Linked DNA regions of Hordeum vulgare: region 2 is linked to region 1. The links are chromatin contacts, called in public Hi-C maps. All regions are on one chromosome and are shown on one strand. Each heading gives the region's core, a stretch centred on a gene start, on an enhancer-like site or on the middle of the called end of the contact. The rest is flanking DNA. Distances are from core to core; before and after follow the strand shown.

The links. A called contact is a pair of places that touch in the nucleus more often than the background predicts.
Region 2: a Hi-C map of leaf shows a contact between it and region 1, with 6 times the contacts expected there. The contact joins two enhancer-like sites. A contact is called at or near these places in 1 of 6 Hi-C or Micro-C datasets (leaf) and 1 of 1 datasets of contacts at active chromatin or transcription factors (embryo).

What each region holds. Positions count from the first base shown.
Region 1 is chr7H:267,256,789-267,262,287 of MorexV3_pseudomolecules_assembly, reverse strand. No RefSeq gene overlaps it. Among protein-coding and RNA genes, the nearest start is that of LOC123408458, 32 kb to the right of the region's middle. Within about 2 kb of position 2,422, at least 2 of the 3 cell types and tissues checked have open chromatin away from gene starts, as enhancers often do. A contact at or near this core is called in leaf, where this site is marked.
Region 2 is chr7H:267,622,695-267,628,193 of MorexV3_pseudomolecules_assembly, reverse strand. LOC123412898 reads left to right here. Exons shown (of 4, transcript XM_045105858.1): 4 at 967-1,150. The coding sequence ends at 1,053. Among protein-coding and RNA genes, the nearest start is that of LOC123412898, 4.8 kb to the left of the region's middle. Within about 2 kb of position 2,548, at least 3 of the 3 cell types and tissues checked have open chromatin away from gene starts, as enhancers often do. A contact at or near this core is called in leaf, where this site is marked.

The DNA.
Region 1 (5,499 bases), core at 1,173-3,672:
CCCTCCATATTTTGTCAGTCGAGAATCTTTGGTACGAGCCAAGGAATTGTGCCCGGTAGGCCGAGCTTGCCGAGTAAACGCCATTTGGGCTCCAATTCCACGAGATGGCATCCTGGGAGTGGGGGTCGAGCGTGGTGGAGGTAATCGTAAGGGCCATGCCCGGATCCAGGTCTCATTTCGGATCTCATCATGCACATATCTGCTCTTTCTTGTAGCGATGGAGAAACAACTAGGGTACCTTTGGCTTAGTGCCCCCTTTCCCGACCAGTTATCATGCTAGAACGAGGCCTTCTGCCCGTCTCCAATGGTGATTATCATGGAAGCTCCAAGTAGGGCGTAGTGTAAGGCATCACAGGGCAAAGGTGATCCGACCCAAGGCCGATCAAGGTCAGTCCATTGGAGCCAAATCCACTGCAGTCTGAGCGCTCTTCCAAATCGCTCCAGGTCCTTGATGCCCAACCCCCAAGGTTTTTGGGGCGGCAGGCCGTCTTCCAGTTTACTAGTGACTGCCCACCACTTGTAGTGTTGCTATCATCGCTAACCCAGATGAAATTGCGGGTGATCTTATCTACCTTGGCGCTGACCTGTTTTGGTAAAGGGATTATCGTCATGTGGAAAGTGGCGACCGAGGTTAGCAATGACTTTGCCAAAGCCACCCTACCCGCTCCGGCGATCTTCTTTCCCTTCCATCCAGGGAGCCTGCCATGGACCTTGTTGATTAACGGCTGAAGGTGGACTTTACGTAGCCGGGGAAAGTGAAGAGGAAGACCCAAGTATTTTCCTGGGAAGGAGGCAATTTTAGCCGGGAACACGGTGAGGAGGTCCTGCAGGTCAATGTCCTTGCAGTGGATAGGGAAGATCTCGGTCTTTGAGACGTTGGTGATCAGCCCAGAAGCATTTCCAAAACAGACAAGGATGGAATTTATCGAACAGAGCTCGTCCTTGTTGGGTTGGCGAAGATGCCAGCGTCATCGGCGTAGCGTGACATTCGGCATCGCGCCGCGCGTGCCCGGACCGGCAGGAGCATGCCCCTGTCAGCAGCAACTCGGATCAGGTGGAACAGGGGGTCGATGGCCATGATGAACAGCAGAAGCGAAAGGGGGTCTCCCTGCCTAAGGCCACACATGTGAGAGAAAGCAGGGCCCGTGTAGCCATTGAGAAGGACGCTACAAGTCGAGGAGCTTAGAGACATGCATATCCAGTTCCTCCATCGTTGGCCAAATCCCATGTGGTCCAAAGTTTAGAGAAGGAAAGCCAAGTTGACCGAATCGAAGGCCTTTGATATGTCTAATTTGAGGAAAAGGCTTGGGGTCTTGGATTGGTGAAGCTCTTTGAGGGTGTTCTGCACAAGAAGAAAGTTGTTGTGGATGCATCTCTTCTTAATGAAGGCGTTCTGCCTTCTGGAGATGATTTCATCAAGGATGGGGGCGAGTTTGTTCGCGAGAAGCTCGGAGAAGATCTTGGTGAGGCTGTGGATCACACTAATTGGCCTGTAGTCGGAAATGCAAGAGGCGTCCGTTTTCTTTGGAATAAGGATGATGTTGGCGGTGTTTATCAATCTAGCACCGCCGCCCCGAAGGTTCGCGAGGTGGATTAAGGCAGCGACGATGTCGTCCTTGATGATGTCCCAGCAGGATTTGTAGAAAGCACCGATGAAGCCATTGGGGCGGGCGCCCTGCCAGATGGAAGGGAGAACACAACCTTCTTGATTTTGTCGGCGTCGAAGCCCAAGCCCAGGTCAGAGAGGCCGCGACGTTTGATAACCGAGGGCTTCCCAGTTGAGCTACACCGAGCGAGGGTGCGTTGTTCCCAAGCGTTCGGCAAAATGGGAGTGGATCACCCGCTCCTTGTCCTCTTGTGAGATGGCGATTCCGTTTGCGGTCTGCAGAGACTGGATGAAGTTCGTCCTCCTGTGGCTATTTGCTCTGATGTGGAAAAGCTTAGTGTTTGCATCAGCTGCTCGGATGTTTGATAGCCTGGAGCGCTAGCGCATCTTGATTTTCTGAATCGCGAGGAGGCATAGATAGCTTCTTTTAACATTACGCCACATAGATCGCTCCTCCGAAGAAAGCATCCAGGATTGTTCAGCTAAGTTGAGTTGCGAGATGATTTCCTTAGAGATTGAGATCTGCAGCTCGATGTCGCCCACCTGTTGTCGTTGCCAGGTCTTGAGCGCCCTGGCGAGCCGGCAGAGCTTGATGTGGACCCGGTGGATGGGGTTGGGCGCGTGGACTTGCTTTTGCCAAACCTCAGCAACTTTATCATTGAAGTCGTCGAACTTGAGCCAGAATTCCTCAAACTTGAAGGAAGGCTTGTAATGTGAGAGAGGACATCCCTGAAGGAGTAGGGGGACATAGTCAGAGCAGAGCATGGGGATGGCCTAGAGGTGCGCACCCGGGAACAGCACGTCCCAGTCGTCAATACAGAATAGATGGTCAATCTTGGTTAACACCGGTTGTTGTTGCTCATTTGTCCAGGTGAAGCGACACCCATTAAGCTTAAGCTCTTTTAGCTGAAGGTGGTCGAGGGCTTTGCGGAATTTCCCCATCAGGCGGCGGTTGATTTTGAGGTTGCTTTTATCTGACGCTTTAGTGATGAGGTTGAAATCGCCAAGTAGAAGCAATTGTTGACGAACAAGGGGTTGCAGGGATTTTAATTCCTCGATGAAAGTCGTCTTGTCAGCCTCACTTTGAGGACCGTATACACACGTGAGGGTCCATGAAGTACCGTCCGCACGCAAGGTGATCGTAGCCGACAACGTGTTGGCGGTGACTTGGACGTTGGTCAGGGTGAAGAAAGAGTCGGAGGCCGCCATGAGCATCCCTACGCGTGTTCCAATGGCCGGAAGGACCGCGAAGTTGCTGACGAATTAAGGCCCGAGGGTGGTTGTGACAAAAATGTCATCGATGAGGTGAAGCTTTGTCTCTTGGAGACAAACGATGCATGCGTGGGAGTCGCGGATGAGGTCGCGAACGGAATTTCGATGCACAGGGCTGTTGAGTCCTCAGACGTTCCAACAGACAATGTTAATGTTCTTGTGCATGATTTAGGAGACTCTGAGTGCTCGGCATTGTAGCGATTTAGTAGAGAAGCTCGCACTGAAGGCGCGACGACTTACAACTCTGAACGAAGGGAAACTGAGACAAACTACAGACGCGAACGGCCTCCCCACTCGAGGCCAAACTAAGGATACACTAAAGCAGCAAGAAACTCTCGGGCCCTTGCAACTCCATCCCATGGTTGCAATCTCACTCCACATCAATCACCTTGTTGCGCTCCTGTCCAGCCTTCTTTTCTATCTTCTTCTTCTGATCACCGAAATGCTTCACTTGCTTGACGAGGGCTTCCATGGCCTTGATCACCGGAGCCGTGAGAGGGATCTTGAACAGGTCAAGGTAAGCCTGGCGGGTCTTGTAGTCGAGGGGGGTCGAGGGGCCAATGATGCCACAAGTGTAATGCCCCAAGAGTGTAACTTGCCTTTATTGGAACCTTCTTTATGTGGGTCCACCTTGTCATTGCAATGAGAGCCATGCATGTGTTATTTCATGTGTCACCTTGTTTTGTTTTCCCTTTGCATGCATGCATCCCATTCATCCATGTCTTGTGTTTGTGCCTTTGTGAATTCATGTGTGTATGTGGTGTGATGAATATGTGATGATGTGATGGTGTTATGTGAAATGATGTGAGTGCATTTGAGAGTAGGAGTACTATGTGGTTTGCATGGGTTTCAAAAACAACTCCCTTTCTCTATTTATCTCAAGCCAAGATTCTTTTGCTCCTTCTCCATTTCAAAAAAAAGCCCATGTTTTGGTATGTATTGTGCTGATTGTGAGGATGTGAATTTGTTGTTTTAAAAATATGTTTTAAAGGTGCAAATATTCACAAAACAGATTCAATTAATTCTGTTTTGTAAATATTTAATTGCTCCAAATATTTCTTTTCCATTTTATTTAAATAGGTCATAATTCCTTATGACGAGGGGCATTTTTGTTTTATTTTTAGTCTCAACAGATTTGCCTTTGCTTTATTTTCTTTCTCTGGTTATTTTTTAATTAGCAAAGCCCCAGGGGATTATTTTCTTTTAACTCGCGCCAACTAGTGGGCCTCCTCCCGCTAGCAGGCCCAGCTCCCTCCTTTTCCCTGTAGACGTCGTTTCCCTGTCCTCCTCCTCCGTGAGGCTTCTTTAGACAGAGAGACGGCAGCAACGCCGTCACGGACGTCGAGGCACACGTCCCTCGCCTCCCCCTCCTCCATATAAGGCCCCTTGGCGTCCGTGCAGCCTACGGTTCCTCCTCTTGCGCCGCCACCCCCTTCCCATCTCCTTCTCCCTCTCCATCGACGGCTTCATGTAAGGGGATCGAGCACATCCGCCATGGCTACAAGCTGAGGAGGTCCTCGTCGTCGCGCCCGTACACCTGCAGCCTCTCCAGTACCTCGGCGAGCACGCGGGACCTTCCAGGAGCCCATTCCCGCGGCTAGGACGACAAGATCGGCACTGCTACCTCTACCTCCACGACGGCGGCCTTCCTCCCCGACGTTCTTCCCCGAGCAGCTTCTTCCTCTACATCCTCTCCGGCCGACGCGACCACCTCGTCCAGTAGGTGAGGTAGATCCTTTCCCCCTTCTTCCCTGTCCCAGATCGTGAGCGTAGCCGTAGCTTCGTCGTCGTGTTCTTTTTGTGTCGTCGGCGCCGCCGCGCGTCATGGATCGGTTGCTGTAGGTCCTCTCGAGTAGTGCTAGTAGGTGAAATGTAATCGTGGGAGCCTGGGCTTCCTTCCATCAACTAGTCGTAGCCTAATTTAACGTGTATCGCCGGCGAGCTCCTTCCCCTGTTCTGGCCACCGTCGGGTAGAGGATAGGCATGAGGGGGTTTCTCAAAAGGGTATACTCCCCTCCTTTGTTAATATCCAACCGAGTAGGAGAGTGGTAGTGGTCATTTTGGTGCAGTGGCAGGTCGGGGGTTCAAATCCCCTCAGTGCACCTTTTGTTTTGTGATTTTCGGCACAGTAACCAGCAGTGGCTCCAGTAACACTTCACCTTGCTTGTTCCCCTTGTTCTTTTGAGCAAGAGACTAGTACCAAAGTGGTGTTGGTCCTGTGTGGTGATACAGGGGGGGTCTGGGTTCGAATCCCTCCCCTGTCCTTTTATTTTTTTGTGGCATTTCTTCTCTGTTTTGAATATGTTGGCTTGTATAGTTGCTGAAGATGCTTGGTCTCTTGTGAGGTATTTATTTTCTCCTCACAAGCAGCATGTTGTCTCTAGTGTTGTGCTTGCTTGGTAGAAAGGCATGTAGAGATTTTTTTCATGCTAGTGTAAGGTGGATCAAGATAGCATGTGTGCGTGTTTAGCATGTGTGTCTGCTATAAGCTAGTGATGCTTGTGTAGTTTTGTTGCTTGCCTCCAAACAGTAGGTGTGTTAGTTATTTTTGCTAGCTTGAGTAGAATGCATGTGTAGGTTTGAGTGCAAGTATTTTTGGTGAGCTAGATGCCTTGTATGTG
Region 2 (5,499 bases), core at 1,299-3,798, 370 kb before region 1:
GTGATACGTGTTGTAAATAAACACCACGTCTGACTCCTATCCCTGTACGCCGTCACGCACTGACATGGAGTCTTCCATAACTAGAGCTATACAAGGGGTACTGTATTAGGTGATCCGCTCCTTTCGCCTAGTTTAGCCCACACCACGATTTTCATATATAAAGGAGAAGCAAGCAGCAAATACGGATTTTATCCATCTTGGAGGCCTGAACCTGGGTATATATTGTGTCTCTGTGTTCTTTGTCCAAGACCCCTTGGTTTCCTGACGTGATGTCCCCTCAACTACAAATTCCACGTACTCTCTGTAGTACTACTGTTAGTATTGACGTAAAATACCTCGATAGCTGGCGCCAACCATCGGGATGTTTCGAGATCAGGGCAGATCAATGGACGAGGAAGGTTCATCAGGCAGCAAAGCGTAGGATCTGAATTACACATAGTTTGCTGGCAAGTCAGGAGAAAGAAGCTTGCAAGAATGATCCGTGTATTGAGTCAGAATGGGGAGTACCTAGGAGCTACAATTCCAAGAGATCTTAGACAGGTAAGGTTTAATAAATGCCTTAAGAAGGCTAAAACAACAAGTGGCGTCCATATCCCTGCCCATACAACTATCTGAGGGATAACCATAGCTATCGTCGTCATACAGATTATCTGTTGAACAAAATAAAATAGTAAAAATCCAATCCTCATCCCCAACCTTCTCTCATCGCCGGCACCATGGCCAGCCAATCCTCGCTCCTCGGAGATGTACCCCGAACTTTGTCATGCTTATCGATCTTAAGACTGGTGCCAATGAAGTTCATTGGGTCTTAGGACCGGTACCAGTCATCCCATGTGGCACTAACTCTGTAGAACTGTAATGTTTTCTCCCGTGTTTTGGTTCATTTTCCAGTGAATGCATTCCCCTGTATGGAATTAGATATGTTTTGCACCTTTTGCTGAAGTCTCCCGGTAATATATCTTGCAGGAACAACAAGAAAAGCAACTTAAGCTAATCCTTGCAATTGGGGAAGCAAGTAGGATATTAGATGACAAGCAGGACTTGTTAGGCTAGGAAACTGCCATATCTTCCAGTTCAGCTCCCGATATGCAAATATAAAAGCTGAAACACTTTGAGGCGGCAATAAAAACACTGATTTCATTTGCCGAAACAGAAGCTAGAAGCGTCATAAGCCTTTGCAGTAAGGTTTTGTATCATACTCCCTCCATTCCTAAATATAAGTCTTTTTAGAGGTTTCACTAAAAGACTACATACGGATGTATACAGACATACTTTAGATTGTAGATTCACTCATTTTGCTCCGTATGTAGTCCCCTAGTGAAATCTCTAAAAAGACTTATATTTAGGAACAGAGTGAGTACAAAATAACGAAGTGGAATAGATCATTAAAGTGGTTTCCTGATGAGTAGAATCACTGCTTTGAACATTAAGCTGCCAGCAATATTTTGATATGCTGTTTGTAAACACAAGAAGCGCAGAATAAATACACCATTACATGTGAGCAAAGCTGTTGTTTTACAAAATCCCATGTAACACCCCAAAAATTTAATCAGGATTTTATTTATTAAAATTTGGCTATGATCAATTAAAATTTTATTTTTGGGTTTTCTGTTGATTTCAGGTCCACTTCTTTTCTCTGGATTATCAAAATTTCTCCCCTAAATTGTACTTTTTGAAAAGCCTGGTTTGCTTTGAGTCCTTGCGTCAACATTCTTCCCTTCAATTGGTAAATTCAATAAAGGCCTTCTTATAAATAATCTCTCAAGTTTCATTATTAAAAAATGACTTCTTAATTCTTTTAAGAGCCTGATTTGAACTGCAACCATTTGATAACTTCTTTTAAAAATTCCACAAAAACTTGGAGATGACCTATTATGTTCGTGGATCAATTTTATGGAAAAACTTTGACAAGTGTTTTGAATTATTTGAGCACATTATCTTATTTTGTGTTCTCGTCCAGTTTGGTGTTTTGAACTACAACCCTTAGATTTACTCTCTCAAAAATTCTACAAAAATTTGGAGTTCTCAAGGAGTTAATATAAATCACTTTTATTCAAAAACCCAGTTTTGTCTTTTGAAAATTTTGAGCACCACATACTATTTTCTATTCTGGATCAGTTTTGCAGTTGGCACTGTAACACTATTATTTTCTTGCCCAAAGCTTTTGAAAATTTTACTGTTTGCAGAGGACCCTCCAAAACCCTTAAGTCCTGGATTTCAGCCCCATCTAAATTGTTTGAGTTCATGTTATAGCATCACTTTGTTTCTGCCCAGGATTGCACTTTTGCAAATTTTGCAATAGGAAGTTTTTGTTTTGCCCAATCTAACTATGCCATCTTTGTTAGCATCCAAAGACACCTCAACCTGGAAACACTGGTGGCTAGCAAGACTTGCTAGAGACCATGGTCATTTTGTCAAACACCTGGTGTCCATGCCCAGTTTTGGCATCCATTTTAGATTGTTCTCGGAAGTTGCCCCTAGGACAAAACCAGCATGTCCATTATCCCCATACCACCCCTAACAGTGGATCTGGAGGTTTGTAGCTGCACCCAAAGGCCCTGGCATGCTCTGGCATTGTGTTGAGCACCTCAGGGGCATGCCAAGAGGGTGCTCCAAAGCGCGGCTTCTGCAGCCAGCGCAACCGAGCTGCCGCATCCCACCTAACCCCGCCCCATGGCCTTTGCTCGCTTGAGAAGCCGCACCACGACCCCTCCAGCTCGCCAGAGTCACGCGACAGCCTGGAACCCTACAGTGCAGCCGTCCGTGCGCCTTTGGTGGCTTGCCGTCGGCCACAGTTGGCCCCTCCCATGGCAGCGCCGCCCGAGCATCCCCAGCCCGCTAGCTATCCCCCGGTACGAATGTTGTGTTCGTACATTTTGTCCACGGACCCCTACTGCCATCGCCACCTCGCCCCTCGCCACTGTCGCCGGAGTTATCCGTGGCCGCCGCGGGCACCGACACTCCACGACTATGTATAGAGCCCCGAAACCGAAGCGTAGCTCTCAAGCTCCCATGAAGCCATAGCCACTCTCCCCTAGCTCCAATTTAGCCGGTAGTCACCGTCTTCCCCGTCTCCGGCAAGTTTCGGCCGCCGCCCCTCCGACCAAAATTCGCGGCCAGTCGAGCCTCTCTGGTGCCGCTTTCTTCTGGATTGGAACTGCGCAGACCTGGCGATCTTTTCCCCCTCTCTTCGTAGCAAAAGAAGGACTATGGGCGAGGCCCCTTGCTGGCCCGCATCGCCGTCCCCTGGTCTCGTAGTCGCCGGAGCTCCCGAGCCTCCTGGAGGCCATGCCGCCCCTCCCCCGAGCCACCATGAGACCCTGAACGCGTTGATGCCCTAGGATGCCCGAATGGTGGCCCCATTCGCCGGCACGCATCGCCGGAGCCAGCCTCCGTACGGGCGCACGAGGAGGGAGACGACAGGTTTGACTCTAATCAAACGTGTCAGCGGGCGTCCCTCGTCAGCGAAAGAACAGCGCCACCGCCCACTTAAGTGGAAGCGCATTCGGGCAGATACGTTTACCTTCTCGCATAAGCGTATTTGTGCTGAACCGTTTTTTTATTTTTTGATTTGTTTTAAAACAGAGCTTTGACCAGATTTTGACTAACCCTAGTTTCTAAAATAAAATTCCAAAAGAACTGATTATTTTTCTCACCTCTTTCAAATTGTATCTAGTTTAGTTTAGTATTTATTTGAAAAATTTCTAAGACAACTTTTTGTACTATTTTTAAATTGTGTGCTATTAGAATAATTTCAAAATAGGATTTGGAGAGAGGAGCAAAAACTTTCAAAAGTTTTGGAGGCAAGCATTCTGAACTTGGATATACATTGGTTTTTGTGTGGTTTGCTTGCTTTGGAATACTTGATTGTTATGTTACAAGCTGATGATATTTTATGTGAAGATAAAATCATGCTTGTGAGTGCATGGTGAGGAAACTCATATGTTGCATGTTGAGACGCATGAGACAGTAGTCATACCTTCTGCCATATATGCTTACCGGATGAGATCCGAGCAAAGTCGATGTCTCGGGGAGATACAACTTTGGGACTGACATCTCGTTGGACGAGGATGGTCAGCTAGGCATGTTGGGGTATGAAAGGTGGTGACTCTGTCTCCCGTGTTAAAACATTTTTATTGAGCTAATTATGCAGGGAACAATATGTAACATCCAAGATGTGGTCCTATCCTTATTTAGGCGCGAGGGCCTCGACAGGGATAGAAACGCATCTCGTCGTTTCACAAGAATGGACATCGTTACAAGTACAAGTACTGAAAAGATGAGTATATGGAATTGGCTTACACTCGCCACAAGCTACATCAGAGTCACATCAGTACAATACATAAACATCATGTAGAAGAGCAGGGTCCGACTACGGACAATAACAAACGATAAAAGAACGACGTCCATCCTTATTATCCGAGGCTGCCGACCTGGAACCCATCCTAGATCGTCGAAGAAGGAGAAAGTAACTCCAAATGAACAAGCATCGCGCTCACATCTAATAAGCCTTTACATGTACCTGCAACTGGTGTTGTAGTAATCTGTGAGCCACGGAGGACTCAGCAATCTCATTTCCAAAGGTATCAAGACTAGCAAAGCTTAATGGGTCAGGTAAGGTTAAGTGGTGAGGCTGCAGCAAGCGACTAAGCAATATATGAGGTGGCTAACTTACGAGTACAAGAATAAGAGGGGATGATCTACGCATAAAGGACGTGAACTACTGATGATCAAATGAATGATTTTGAACACCTACTTACGTCAAACATAACCCCACCGTGTCCTTGATCGAAGAAGGAGCTCGCGAAAGAGACAGTCACGGTTACGCACTCCGTTGCCAAGTTTTAATTAAGTTAACTTTAAGTTATCTAGAACCGGATATTAAACAAAGTTTCCACGTTGCCACATAACCGCGGACACGGCATTCCGAAAGATTTAACCGTGCAGGGGTGCTCCACCAAGTCCATCACAAACTACCACACGCTGCGACGGAATGACCTCGATCAGGGATAACCCGTGATCTCCTCGGGTTCCTATTGGAAAATCTCAACCTCGAGATTACCCAAAGCATCCTCGGAATCCCTCGGACAAGACGCTCGAGAAAGGTAAAACAAGTCCAGCAAGACCGTCCGGCGTGTCGACGATCCCGATAGGAGCCGCGTATCTCGTTCTCAGGACATGACGGATAAGCGAAGCGTACGGTGGCCTGATAGACATCACCCGAGTTGCCCCGGGTTGGCCCCGTACGATGCTCTGTTTTGGACCACCAACATCAGCACTGGCCCTTCCTGTATTATGTTGAATTACTCCTAGGGTTCATGACGCCCTATGTTTTTCAGTATTAACAAAATTATTATGTTGGGAAAATATAGTACCAATGTTGGGCCTTGTAAAACGAGCTTTATCCCAAAACGAGAATCTAGGGGGTCCCCATAACAACCCCAAGCATGTTAGGAGCACTCATTTATGGAAGATAACACCGGTAGCCGAAACTAAGGC